2 separate regions of the Ovis aries genome follow, and region 2 is linked to region 1. Evidence: chromatin contacts called from public Hi-C data. All regions are on one chromosome and are shown on one strand. Each heading gives the region's core, a stretch centred on a gene start, on an enhancer-like site or on the middle of the called end of the contact. The rest is flanking DNA. Distances are from core to core; before and after follow the strand shown.

What was found. A called contact is a pair of places that touch in the nucleus more often than the background predicts.
Region 2: a Hi-C map of hypothalamus shows a contact between it and region 1, with 3 times the contacts expected there. The contact joins the promoter of ZGRF1 here to the enhancer-like site in region 1. A contact is called at or near these places in 2 of 16 Hi-C or Micro-C datasets (hypothalamus and skin fibroblasts).

The regions. Positions count from the first base shown.
Region 1 is chr6:12,920,188-12,927,214 of ARS-UI_Ramb_v3.0, reverse strand. All of the region lies in intron 1 of ANK2 (ankyrin 2), which reads left to right. Among named protein-coding and RNA genes, the nearest start is that of ANK2, 400 kb to the left of the region's middle. Within about 2 kb of position 3,789, at least 6 of the 54 cell types and tissues checked have an H3K27ac peak or open chromatin away from gene starts, as enhancers often do. A contact at or near this core is called in hypothalamus, where this site is marked.
Region 2 is chr6:13,387,795-13,394,821 of ARS-UI_Ramb_v3.0, reverse strand. It overlaps ZGRF1 (zinc finger GRF-type containing 1), which reads right to left and starts at 3,770. Exons shown (of 29, transcript XM_060417541.1): 1 at 3,554-3,770; 2 at 681-766. The coding sequence starts at 749. It overlaps LARP7 (La ribonucleoprotein 7, transcriptional regulator), which reads left to right and starts at 3,939. Exons shown (of 13, transcript XM_042251826.2): 1 at 3,939-4,094.

The DNA of each region.
Region 1 (7,027 bases), core at 2,540-5,039:
CTGCATAATCTCAGATGCCAGCCCAGACCAGGGAATCAGAACCTATGTTTACATTAATGAGTGATTCATGTACCTGCTAAAGTTTGAAAAGCACTTGGCTAGAGATATTGGATTCCACCAGTTATTAGCTGTGTAATCTTTAGTAAGCCACTTACTATGCTCATATTTTAGTTTCCTCCTTCCTTGTCACTTGCCACATTGATTCTGGACAAATTATTCTGTATCTCCATTTAGTTGCTTGGAAAACAGAGGTAATAATAATACCTACCTCACCCTATTGTGCATATTAAATGATGTAATTGTTAAAAGGTGTATGGACTATCGTTCACTTGTTGTATGTCGTAAATAAATGCATGCAGTGATTTTTTTCCTTGTTTCTCTGATGTACTGTATTATATTGCCTTTATCACATAGCAAGTGAAATAATACACTTATTTCAGAATTCCCTATACCTGTAGATAGACATGTTTTATGCATGTTTTCAATTTTATGAGGTAGTACAAAATTGTTTTCCAGTTATACCAATGTAAATATGCTTTTAAAAATTGAAAGTAAAAGGAGCAAGATTTTCCAGTTAAAGAGCCCAGTGGAAGAACATTGTGGTAGGAATTAGACAAACTATATTCTAGTCCCATTCTCTTGACCTTGAACCTGAAGTCTAACATCTTTGGATGTCATGACTATTATATGAGAACATAAAATGCTATAAAATGCTTATAGTACTCTTTTACAGATTTTATAGAACTGGCAAAACCACTTACCATCTTAATGATGAGAATTTGTGTTCCGATGACTATTCTTTTGTGGTACTATATCGGGTACTTTTAGAAGTTTCAGAAAATCGTTCAAATGATTGTTACTGTTTCCACCACACATATATGCTCTAATTACCCATATCTACAGAGAAGGAAATGGCAACCCATTCTAGTATTCTTGCCTGGAAAATCCCTGGAGTGCTGCAGTCCGTGGAGTCGCAAAATATCGGACACGACTGCGAGACGGAGCATTCACGCAATCCATATCTAATCCCAAATCCATTATTTCTATAGGCAATAACTGGCTATTTGAAAATGCAGTCGCTCATTTACTAAAGCTTGGAATAGAAGTTGGCTGTCCTCTCCTTTTTCTGTCACCTTACTGTCCAGGCTCTATGTGAGCATATTGGCTGAATCATTGCAAACGCGCAGCACATCTTCACTGGATGAAAGACAGAACCTTCACTCTAATTGTCTGTTTTCCATTGGAAATTCTCTAAAGTTAGTTGCTTCTCTTTTCTGGTTATAAAGTTTGTAGCAAAATTTCAACTCTATGATAACCAAGTTGTTTTTGGAGTTCATTAATTCTTCTTTGCCTGAAAAACCTCTCCCAAATTCCTAATCAACTCAGTCAGTGTTTATGTGGATCCAGAGTGTATTATGAAAGTTTTATAAATGAATAGAACTTCTTGGACCTTTCTTCATTTGCTGCTTTCAGTTCTCTTTCTCAATTAGTGATGATAAATTTTCCTGGTGAACATGTGGCCAGCACATTGAATAAATATTTAAACTGAGTTGCCTGTTAACGTGAATACAAATTCAATGGGGTCATTTTTTCTGCTCATTTTAATTCATCTGCAACTCATATCCCATTGAGGTTCTCTGCGATTTTTAAAAAAGGGTAGTTTTTTAAAAACCATGAGAATACTGTTTTGCTTAATTGTCAGACTCATAAATAAGTAAAGACTTTACTTATCAACAGATCTCTGAGGCAGAGACTTTGTGTCATTAGAAAAGAGACAATCTCAAGGGAACCATGTTTATATAAAGTTTAAAAGTTTGGACATTCATCTGGAGAAGGGACTTTGGTTATGGATGCAAAATTATTACTTCAATACTGAGAAGGCCAGAAAACATTTACTGCTATGGAGAGGAGTGTGTAGCTCTTGTTTGGGTGTGTGTATCTTCTTTTCTACTGTGTGTGTGTGCTCAGCCGTGTCCGACGCTTTATGAGTCCATGAACTGTAGCCTGTGAGGCTCCTCCGCCTGTGTACTTTTCCAAGCAAGAGTACTGGAGCGGGGTGCCTTTTCCTTCTCCAGGGGATGGGATCGAACTTGCATCTCTTGTTTCCTGCGTTGGCAGTTGGTTTCTTTACCACTAGCAGGGCCACCTGGGAAGCCCCTGTGTTTTAGTAACAGCTTTTAAAAATATAATTGACATAAATATTTAGTGTAGTGTACAATATGACAAGTTTTGACAAATGTGCAAACCATAAAGCCATTACCACAATCAAGATAATCAATATATTTAGTTATATTTGGATTGATTGAGATGTTCAATTGAAATATCCAAACCAAATCCCATCTCTTCTCCAGAAAAATGTTTTGCTATTATGTTTACCATTATGTGTTTAGTCACAAATAAATGTGCACATTTATTGTGTACATTACAACGTATACAAATGTATATGTTTATTGTGTACATTTATTTGTGTTTAGTCATTGTTTTTATAAGTGTCGTTTAGGTACGAATATATTTTTAATTTAGGGTGTGGCTGCAATTTATACTGTAGCATGACTGGCCTCCAGTGGTGTCTTGGCAGAATAGCATTGCTGCTAGATTGAAAGCAACAGAAGAATATAGAGACCAATGATACATCAGCTAAGATCATGCATCACGTGCTAATCGGAAGGGCTAGCAGTGAAAGGGGACATCAGGTCTTCCATAATGGGAGGTCAGAACTGCCTTCCTCTAATCTTGGGATTCCCCCACCATGGGAAAAGCGTTCTGATGCTGGGGGTCACTTTAATGCAGTTGTTGCTGAGGCCTGTTTCACAGAGAAAGTTTTATACTGATTTTCTTTTTCTCAGTGAAGAGACTTATTTCTCTCTGGCTATCTTCTCTCTGCTATGCTGATAGTTCTCCAAGATATACCCTTGTTGTATTACCTGTTTTTTCTTTTCTGCCTTTTTCTCTGGCAGCTTTTAATTTTGGCTAGATACTCTAAGAATTCTGAAATGGTGCCTATATAGGTGAAAATGAAGGATCCACCCATGTAACAAGAGCCCTATTAATTTGAATTAATTTGAATTTAAAATCAATGATAGTGTGGGTAACTGAGAGGTTTGCGTGAAGACAAAGAGTATTAGACCTTAAACTGTTGTTTTGGCATGTCCTTTCTCCTTATTATTTTTCTCTATTTTTCTATAGTCTCCAGAAATGACACCTCTTGTCACCATAAATAAAAGGATACAGACCCGGGAAAGAGCCTAGATTAGAAGAGGTGAAGCAAATATTGTATTTTTTTTTAAATTATAAATGTATTGATCCTTATGTAGAAAGTCAAATTCTTCAGCATTTTGAAAGGAGAACCTCAGCTACCAGTTGGACTGGTTAGGACCAGCTGTGAGCAAATCTGCACCACTACTGTTTTCCAAGATTATGCTGCTCGCCTCCTGCAGGCCCCCGCTGCTACACCCTTTTTCTCCTGCTTTCCTGGACCAGGAGCTCTGGAATCTTCTTCATCCCTTGCTTCAGTCTCTCATCTAGATACACTCATACTGTATATCTCACTGTTTCTGCTCATATTTATTTTCTTCTGTAATTTATGTGGCATTTTGCTTTAGGTAACTAAAACAATGGCAATGGCTGACGGAAACCACATCTGGATTCCAAACGTTTTTAGGCCTCAGCAGTCATGGATACAAATGAGGTCAGTTTAATAGTCACGGGTCTTCTTTAATGACCCGTATCCCCATCTCAGTCTCCTGAGAAGCCTGCTGTCCTTGCCCTCATTCACCACTCTTGTATTTAAGGAAGGGAGGGATCACTGGTGTGGTCTAACCAGTGTTCGTCTTCAAGTCTGGTGAGCCAGCTCATTGGCTGTTGTAAGATTTCTGAGCACGTCACTCCTTTTCTCCACTGCCCACTGCTCTCTCACCAGGCTCCACTGATGCATCAGTGCCCTTGAGGCACCAAGGAACTGACTGGAATGCATTTCCCACCGTGCCAGACGGGGAACAGCAGCCAAAGCACTGTAGCTTGTGCCCCAGTGTCTTACAAATTTCTTTCCAGTTCTTTCTGCAAAGTAGCTGACTTAAATATCTGTGACAGCTGCCAGCTCTTCCTGTTTCCTGAAGATGACCTTGTTACTGCATGAATCTTCTGTGAATCACTCCTTTTTCTATTTGAATGAGTTATTTTTTTTAAATTGTTGCAGTATATTTGATTTACAATATTGTGTTAGTTTCAGATGTGTGGCAAAGTGATTCAGATATCTTCTCTCTCTCTAAATGTATCTTATATGTGTCTTATATATAGAGAGAGATATCTGATATATATAGAGATACAGATATAAATATAGATTTTCAGATTCTTTTCCAGCTTCATTTCCATTATAGGTTATTACAAGATATTAACCGTAGCTTCTTGTACTGTATATTAGGTACATGTTATTTTGTATACAGGAGCATATATCTGTTAATTCCAATCTCCTAATTAATCCCCTCTTTTCCTTTTTGGTAACCATAAGTTTGCTTTCTATGTCTATAAATATGTTTCTGTTTTGTAAACAAGTTCATTTGTGTCATTTTTTAAGATTCCACATATAAGTGATATCACATGATCTTTGTCTTTCTCTGTCTGACTTACTTCACTTAGTATGATAATATCTAGGTCCATGCATGTTGCTGAAAATGGCAATGTTTTCTCTTTTTTATGACTAATAGTCTGTTGAATATATGTACCTCATCTTATTTATCCATTCATTTGTTGATGGTCATATAGGTGGCTTTTGCAAACAGTACTGCTGTGAACACTGAGGTGCATGCACCTTTTCAAATTAAGAGTTTCCATCTTTTCCGGGTGTATGCCCAGCAGTGGGATTGTTGAATCATATGGTACTTCTATTTTTAGTTTTTTGAGGAACCGCTGTACTGTTTTCCACAGTGAGTGCACCGGTTTATATTCCCTGCAACAGTGTAGGAGGGCTCCCTTTTCTGCACACCCTCTCCTGCGTTTATTATTTGTGGAGCTTGTTTGATGATGGCCATTCTGACTCTTGTAAGGTGATAATACATTGTAGTGTTAATTTGCGTTTCTCTAATAATGAGTGATGAGGAACATCTTTTCATGTGCCTATTGGCCATCTGTATGTATTCCTTGGAGAAATATCTATTTAAATCTTCTGCCCATGATTTGATTGGGTTGTTTGTTCTTTTTATATTGAGCTGCATAAGCTCCTCATTTATTTTGGAGACTAATCCCTTGACAGTCACATCATTTGCAAATATTTTCTACTATTCTGTGGGTTGTCTTTTCATTTTGTTTATAGTTTCTTTGCTATGCAAAAGTTTATATGTTTGATTAGGTCCCATTTGTTTATTTTTGCTTTTATTTCTTTTCTTTGGGAGACTGATCTAAGAAAATATTGCCATGGTTTATGAAAGAGATGTTTTGCTTACGTTTTCTTCTAGGAATTTAATGGTGTCATGTCATACATTTAAGTCTTTAAGCCATTTTGAGTTAATTTTTGAATATGGTGTGAGGGAGTGTTTTAACTTCAATAATTTATACGCAGTTGCCCAGCTTTTCCAGCACCACTTGCTGAAGAGATTGAATGAGTTGTTTTTCGTTTTTAACCTAAAAGTTCCCTGAAAAGTGAAAGTGTCAGTCACTCAGTCATGTTTTAGCCCATCAGGCTCCTGTGTCCATGGGATTCTCCAGGCAAGAATACTGGAGAGGGTAGCCTTTCCCTTCTCCAGAGGATCTTCCCTACCCAGAGATTGAACCTGAGTCTCCTGCATTGCAGGTAAATCTCATCATTAATTAGGATTAATTAGTTTACTGATTGATTTATCACTGGAACCATTAAAAATTCATAGTAATAGTGGCCTAAATGAGATAGAAGTTCATTTCTGTTTCACATAAAATAATCTGGGGCTGATGAGGTATTCCCCTGGGTCAGGAATCCAGGGTCCTTTTATCTTTTTGCCCAGTCGTCCTCACCATTAGTCTTCTTCCTCATAGCCTGGAATAATGGCTTGCACTCTAGTCATCATATCTAGCAGTTAGGAGGGGTATTCATGCCTTGTCATTAAGGACACTTTGAAAAGTTGCAAGCAGTCATTTAAAAAAAAATACTTTTGGTTAAAAATCAATTTATCAGGATCAATTAATGTTTAGATCATTCTCAGAGCTATCTGCTTTTGGTACACATTTATTTCAGGAGGCATTATGTGGTTGAAAAATATTCTAATTTTTGCCTAAGGCTGATCCTGTTTGAAGGGAAATTAATTTTTAGATACAATCAAGAGAAATTGTAGACAGATTCAGTAACATCATATGCTGCAGATATTTGAGAACTGCTAATCATTTTACCTTTTAGAATGCTAATTTTGAAATTTCAGTAAGCCATTAACTCAGAGGAAAAACCAAGAAAGCTATAGGCATTTTTCTTTTGTACATACACATAAGCATATATACATGTATGATTTGAATAAAGTGCTACACAGGTCTAACATATCTTAGTGATCAATACATTCTATGCATGTTTCAGAGTTTATATTGCTTTTCTATATTTGCCTATATGTGTGATAGGGGCTTCCCTGGTAGCTCAGCTGGTAAAGAATCTGCTGGCCAGTGCAAGGAGATGCAAAAGACATGGGTTCAATCCTTGGGTCGGAAAGATCCCTTGGAGAGGAAAATGGTAACCTAGTCCAGTATTTTTGTCTGGAGAATTCCATGGACAGGGAAGCCTGGTGGGCTACAGGTGTTGCAAAGAGCCCAGCATTGCTGAGCACACGTGTACACACTCATGCATATGTGTAATACGTGTTGAGTTTCTTTTGAAAAGTTCAAACATCCAGATGAACAAAACAAAACAGCAAGAACAGTGCTTAGAAGGACATGTATGGCCTGGAATGCAGTTTTAGAAAAGAAAATCCAAAACCCAGTAATCTAGGCTGCCACCCTAGGAAGCTGTAGGAGGAAGAGCAATGCAAACCTCAAGCAAGCAGAAGCAAAGAAATAATAAAAACTAGAGCAGACGTTA
Region 2 (7,027 bases), core at 2,521-5,020, 470 kb before region 1:
GTTAAGAACCATTAATCTAGACAGAATAGACGTGCCAGTCTTTCGAGAGAAAGAAATTATGCCCTGGTTCCAAGCTTCTGAACAATTTGTTCCAAAGAACTTTGCATAACCAATGTGACTGGAGAAGGAAATGGCAATCCATTCCAGCACTATTGCCCGGAAAATCCCATGGACAGAGGAGCCTGGTAGGCTACAGTCCATCGGGTCACCAAGAATCGGACACGACCAATGTGAACTCTAGGGTTGCCAGACAGAATACAGGGCAATATTTCAGAGATGCATACTCACACTAAAAAATTATTCACTGTTTATCTGAAATTCAAGTTTAACAGAGTGTCCTATTTTAGGTTTGGGTTTTTGTTTTTCGTTTTTCTTTGGTTGCACTAGGTCTTAGTTGCAGCATGTGGGGTCTTCTGTCCTCACTGTGGCATGCAGAATCCTTCACTGTGGCATGTGAGCTTTTCACTGCAACACGTGGGATCTGTTTCCCTGACTAGGGATCGAACCTGGACTCCTTGCTTTGGGAGCAAGGAGTCTTAGCCATTGGATCACCAGGAAAGTCCCAGGTTTGGGGTTTTTAAAAAATTTATTTTAGGTTTTTTAGCTAAATCTGGCAAATCATTTGTGAAACATGAAAGGAAGGAAGGAAAAAGGAAACAGTGAAAACAAATAAGACTTACAATAAATTCTTGGCTTTCCATTACTTCTTCTGAAATTAGGTTCAGGTGCAGAAAATAATCAGTAGTCATTCAACTATTTATAGCACCTAAAATGAAAAAAGACAAATATTCAACCCTGATGAACAGAATAAGTATCAACTACAATTTTTCCCCACCAACTCTTGACCAGAGAGGGGTATTTAAGTGTTGAGACTATGTAATCACCAAGGGAAACACACATGTAGGGAATTCCCTGGCAGTCCAGTGGTTTGCACTCTGTGCTTTCACTGCAAAGGGCTGGCATCAATCACTGGTCAGGGAACAAAGATTCCACAAGCTTCCAGGGTAAGCCAAAAGAAAAAAAACCAACCCACAGATGAGTAGGCTGCAGACATTTTTCCAGGTGCCATAATATATATCAGAAAATGGATTCTCTCCCCGCCCCAGAAGCTTGGTTTCTCTAAGAGCTTCAATTTTAAAATTCTCTGAATTGCTACGATCACCACAAGATGGCCCCCTTGCATTTCAAATTTTTCCTTTTACCTTTTCAAAGTCAATGTAACATAGTATCTAAAACCAAATATACATTATAATACACTCTCCAAGGAAAAACTTTTTCAATATAATTGCAATGAGTACTATATTTATCCCATGCTATTGGATAAAACTATTATTGTGGGCAAATCTGGAAATCTAATATCACTGACAATGAACTGAAGTAAACAGAGATGCCGAAGAAAAGTATTATTATTTTTAACCACTGCCTTAGATCCCTGGGCCAATAGCATTAGCAACACCTGGGAGCTAGTTAGAAATTCAAATTCTTGAGTCTTGAGCTATTAAATCATAAAGGCTGGCATTGGGGTCCAGTACCTGTAATTTAAAACGCACTGCAGGTGCAGTGATACACACTCAAGTTTGAAACCTACAGGTATTCAATAAAGCAATAATTTGCAATTCTGGATTAAATTCATCCTTTATATGTATAAAATGTACAAAAAATAGACCACCTACATGTTATTTATAAATAACATATATTTAGTACTTACTGTGTGCTATGTATTGTGTGTACATAGCGCTAGGCCAAGATACTAAAATGAACAAACTACTACTCCTAGTCTCAAGGAATTTCAGTATAGCAGGGTAATAAACAGTAATTACAAAAAATATGGAAGGAAAAGCACTGGAGGGACACCCAACTCAGTCTAGGGCATCAAACAAGGTTTCCTGAAAGACATAATGCATATACTGTGAACCGAAATAATCATTAACCAAGGAAAAATCCCAAGGAGGGTATTTCCAAATAAGAATAACACGTACAAAAAAGCTGTGGAAGGCATAATCAAGGAACTCTAGTTTATAATCAAGTGTAAGATAGTGAGTTGTGAGAGATAAGTCTGAAAAAGTGAGCAATAACAGGATGCGAAGGGCATTCTATTTTATGCTAAGTTGTTCGGACTTTTTAAAAAGACAGTAGGAGGCCAAGGCAGAATTTCAAGAATACGTTAACATAATCTGACTTGGGTTTTACCAAGATTGCTCTGGCTGCTAAATGGAGAAAGGGCAGGGCAAACGGTACACAAATGAGAAATGAATGCTTGTCCCATGATATAGTTCACAGCACAGGGCCAGACCTACAGAGGCACTGCCTTTCAGAAATATAACTCCATATCCTAATCCCTCCCCTCCAGCTAACAGGATTGACAGATGCCTAGTGAATGCCAAGAAGATAACAGAGGTCCAAAGAAACACATAGTTGACTGCTGGTTGAACAGCAACTTGCTTCTAGCCACTGAATGGGTTAGACATCAAATATATGTAGATAAGACTACATAGTGTCAACACAATGCTTGGCATGTAGCAGTTAACATTAGATCCCTTTAATAACAGTTATTATTTATTCAGTGTAAATTATATGCTAGAACACTGTTAAAATGCTTTAAATTTTACACCTTATAGTACAGATACTACTTTTTATATTCATTTTACAAAAACAGGAAGTGAGGTACATCAGTATGTAATTTGCCTAAGCTCATGAAGTAAATAAATGGCAGATTCAGAATTTAAAACTAAGTAGTCTAAATTCTGGTGTTCCCATTCACAAAAACTACATTATGTGACTATGGAAAACCTACTGTAACAGGCAAGAATGGGACTGGATTCTTTACATATAATATTTATCAGTCTCATAGTCCTAAAAGTTGTTATTACCATCACAATTTACAGGTTAGAAATCCAGTATTTACTTCTTTAGGATTACTTATATGCTGTTTACCAACTGCAAAATAAATTCCCCCATTGTTTTCCTAAATTAGAAATATTACTTGAGGGATTTGCGATGTAAAAGGTATTGAGACGGTCCTAACTCTTGTTAAGTGGTAGATTAAAGAATTACACTTCAAAAAAAAGGGAGAGATTAAATGTTTTGCGATAATTTAGTACAGAAATACATACATATCTTCACACACATTATTGTGCTGTTTTTTAGATTTATGTATAAAATTCGGTGTTATCACTAAAATATGACCTGTTCTTGCTAAGTACGATGAGATGTTTTTGGTCCTTTTCTTTTGGAACAAGCAGGATCTTTCGAATCCCTAAGTGGTTCACAGATTTAAAAATTTAAGAATCACGAGCCCAATAGCCTTTTAAGAAACGGTCCAGTCCAGACAACCAAAAGATGCTCACATTTCATTTGCCAACGTTCTAATTATCACTAGCTTGTGTAACCAGATGACAATGAAGAAGGGACCCTTTGTCAGTCCTAAAAATAAACAGCAAAACCATCCCGGGTTCTCACACGGATACCGGAACTGCCCAGCAGGAGTTGGGGGAAGGTGGTAAAGACGAAGCACTAATTATTTACAGGTTGCTGCGCCAAGCCGTGAACCAACCTTATCTCCACACAGTTTCGTTACCGAACCCCGTCTGGCGGAGCAAACTCCTTCGCCCGTCGCATCAAAATCAGTGACAGCACCTCGAGCTCAAAACTCCAGCCTATCTACCCTCAATCCCCAGAAACTCCCGAGTGGAAACAGCTCTTTTAACTTGCTCATTGCACAAAACCCACTTTCGAACTTCTCCCGCGAAAAGCCGTGACATCATCAACTCGCGACCGCACCAGATCCAACCCCACTATTTAGCCCGCCCACCACGGCTCCGGACCTGAATGGCCGTTTTCAAACTGCCAATCAAGTTCCTCTTTGGCTGCTAGCCTCTGTGGCGACTGCGTTCTCCGATGTCCCGCCCCCACGCTGAGCGGGCCTACGCCAGTGACGTAAATGTCGGTCGCACAACCTCTGGGCCCATCTTTTCCAAGGCGTTCGGAAGAATTGTCGCTCATGTGACGCTAAAATAACCACGACTATAAGGTTCGGGGGACGCGAAGGACTGAAGAACGCAGTCTCTGGCGCTGTATTTTGGGAATTGGACAGAGTAAGTTCTAAGTGGACTCTAGGGAAGCCCAGGTTGGGTGAGATCTAAATTACTCTCAGTCTTTTTCTATGCCGGTCCTTTCTGTCATCTCTGGTCCTTCTCATCCCGCCCCCTCCCACCAACCCATCAGTTAGATTGCCCTAGTGTCCTGGTTCTCTGTGCGCACGCGCAAGAGTCCTCCGGCAGCCCTTGCAGTTCCAGTTTTCTAGTGATTGGGGGCGCTTGCCGCCCGGTTTTGGGAGGTTTGGGGTAGTCCCGCGTCTGACGGCTTCCTTGAGGAAGGACGGGTACCTAAAGGGGCAGTAGTCAAAAGGGGAATTGCTTTTCTTCGCAGATTCGAGTTTTGGTGGCCAAACGATAGCGAATGTGGACTTGTATTTTTAAATTAAGTCATTTCCTTTTTCAGAACTTTTGTCTCTGTCATTCAGAGAGCTGAACATCCAGTTATGGAAGGAAGAAAAAATACAGTGTATTATTGAGTGCGTTAATAGACATACTTAAAAGGGAAACAGATGAGGCGGTTGTTTAGGGGAAATGTGCTAGCAGAAAGCTAGAAAGAGTAAGATGCCGTTTAACCTGGGCCTTGAAAATTGAATAGGACTTGATAAGACAAGGAAGACAAGAAGCTTTTAAAGCAGAGGCACAGAGACAAGAAAGTAGGCAACGCTGGATAGTCAGATGTGACTAGAACTATAGTTCTCTTAACCTTTTTGACACACCATTTCCTTTTAAAACGTGATTTAAAAGATATGGATGAGCCTCCCAGGAAAATACATATACATCTCTAAATATTTTCTATAACCTTTTAAAGAAAAATTGTGAAAGACGTTGAAATAGCCAAAAAAAAAGAGGTGTCTAGCTTACTTTTCCAGCTTACCTCTGCTTTTCATTGTCATTGAGCTATGTTACAATTATGTAAGTTATAATTGAAATAAGTCTTAAGAGTTATTGCCCTGATTAGTGTTACATCTGTTAACAAGTTCATTTCAATATTTTTGCTTGCTTGTATTTGCGCTTGTCTAGTTTTTGAGTTCACCTTTGAACTGGTTTTTAGCACTTAACTAGTTCCCTGGTTAATTACTTAAATAAAATGATTGACGAGTTCATTTTATAAACGTAGAAAAGTCATGGTTTCACCTTTAAAATTTACCTTTGAAAATTTCGTGGGATTTACAATAATTTTTGAAATCCATCCCAAATTCCATGGATTTCAGGTTAAGAATTTCTGAGCCAGGAGAGATGGACTTGTGGACACAGCCGGGGTGGGGAGGGAGAGAGTGAATGAATGGAGAAGGTAGCATCAACAGATACACACTACCGTGTGTAAAATGGATAGCTGGTGAGAAGTTGCTGTATGACACAGGGAGCCCAGTCTGGTGCTCTGTGATGACCTAGAGGAGTGGGATGGAGAAAGGGGAGGGAGGCTCAAGAGTGAGGGTATATATGTATATTTATGACTGATGGTGGCGCTACTGTTAAAAAAATCTTGCCTCCCATTGCAGGCGATGTAAGATGCAATGTTAGATCCCTGAGTCAGGAAGATCCCCTGGAGGAGGGCATGGCAACCCACTCCAGTATTCTTGCCTGGAGAATTCCTTGGACAGAGAGGAGCCTGGATGGCTGCAGTCCATGGGATCACAAAGACTCAGACACTGCTGAAGCGACTTAGCACGAACACACAGATGGCTGATTCGCGTTGTTGTACAGCAGAAACCAACACAACATTGTAAAAAAAAAAAAAATTTAACAATTTAAAAAAAGGATTTCTGAGTCAAAACGTAGACTACATGGTAAGAGGTTGCAAGAGGTTCTACTAAAACTTAGGCAGTGTGAAAGTTAAACATACCTGAGCTTACTTACCTAGCTAGCTTTAGCCAGGTCACTTAACCTTTGAGCCTTTGTAAAAAGTTAAGAGAAATAACCTAGAGGGATTATGAGGATTTAAAACAAGGTGTGTAAAGTAACTGGTGTTACACAGTAACTTTTATTCTTTGTTTAAACCCTATGAAACTAGTTGATTCATTTAACAATTTTTTAAAAATATATGCTGTGTTACCAAAAGATGCTAAAGAATTATTATTGTTGAAAGTTTTAGCATTAGAGTCACAAAATTAGACCTGTGTTTAGACAAGTTACACAGCTTCTGTGAAGGATGGAGGACTTCTCAAACAATTTATAAACAATTTCCGTATTATTATAACAGTAGTTGTGGAAAACACTGGATGAAGATAAGAGCCATTCCAAAGGTTACATTGATAGGGATTAATGACAGATTGGTAAATGATAAAATGATAATAAATAACAGTTAGATATTGTTGACTGTGTGCTGTATAGCAGCAATGGAAAGTGCTTTATCCATTTTGGTTAATTTTTAAAACAACCCTAGTATGTCAGTATAAATTTTATTCCACTTTGTAGATCGTAGAAAGTTGAGTTAACTTGCCCCAAATCCATACAGCTAGTAAATAGCTCGACTGGTTAACTAAGTAGAATATGTCATCCTTAAAGAAAATGAGGGTGGTGAGAACAGCAGAACAGACATTGCTAAGAAAGATAAGAACTTTGATTTGGAATGTATGGAATGACAGTATACCTATTTGTTATCATAGGACATTGAAAAAGTAAACTATGACTATCATGTAACTTCCTGATCTTCTGCAACCAATGTGTAGCAAAGAGAACTTGTACCATAGCTTAATTCCTGTTTAATCTAATCCATATCTGTACTCGAAAATGAAGGTATATTTGATTCTCCACAGATTTTTAAGATTGAAAGTTGCAGAGTGTTATTCACATGGGGCAAGATTTTCTGAACTTAATTCTCCAGGCCGCAAAATATATATATATATATATTTATATATGGGAAAGGAAGGAGAGTATCAGGGCTGAGAAGAGAATGCTGGGAAAAGTCTGATTTCTGGGAGATTTGTGGC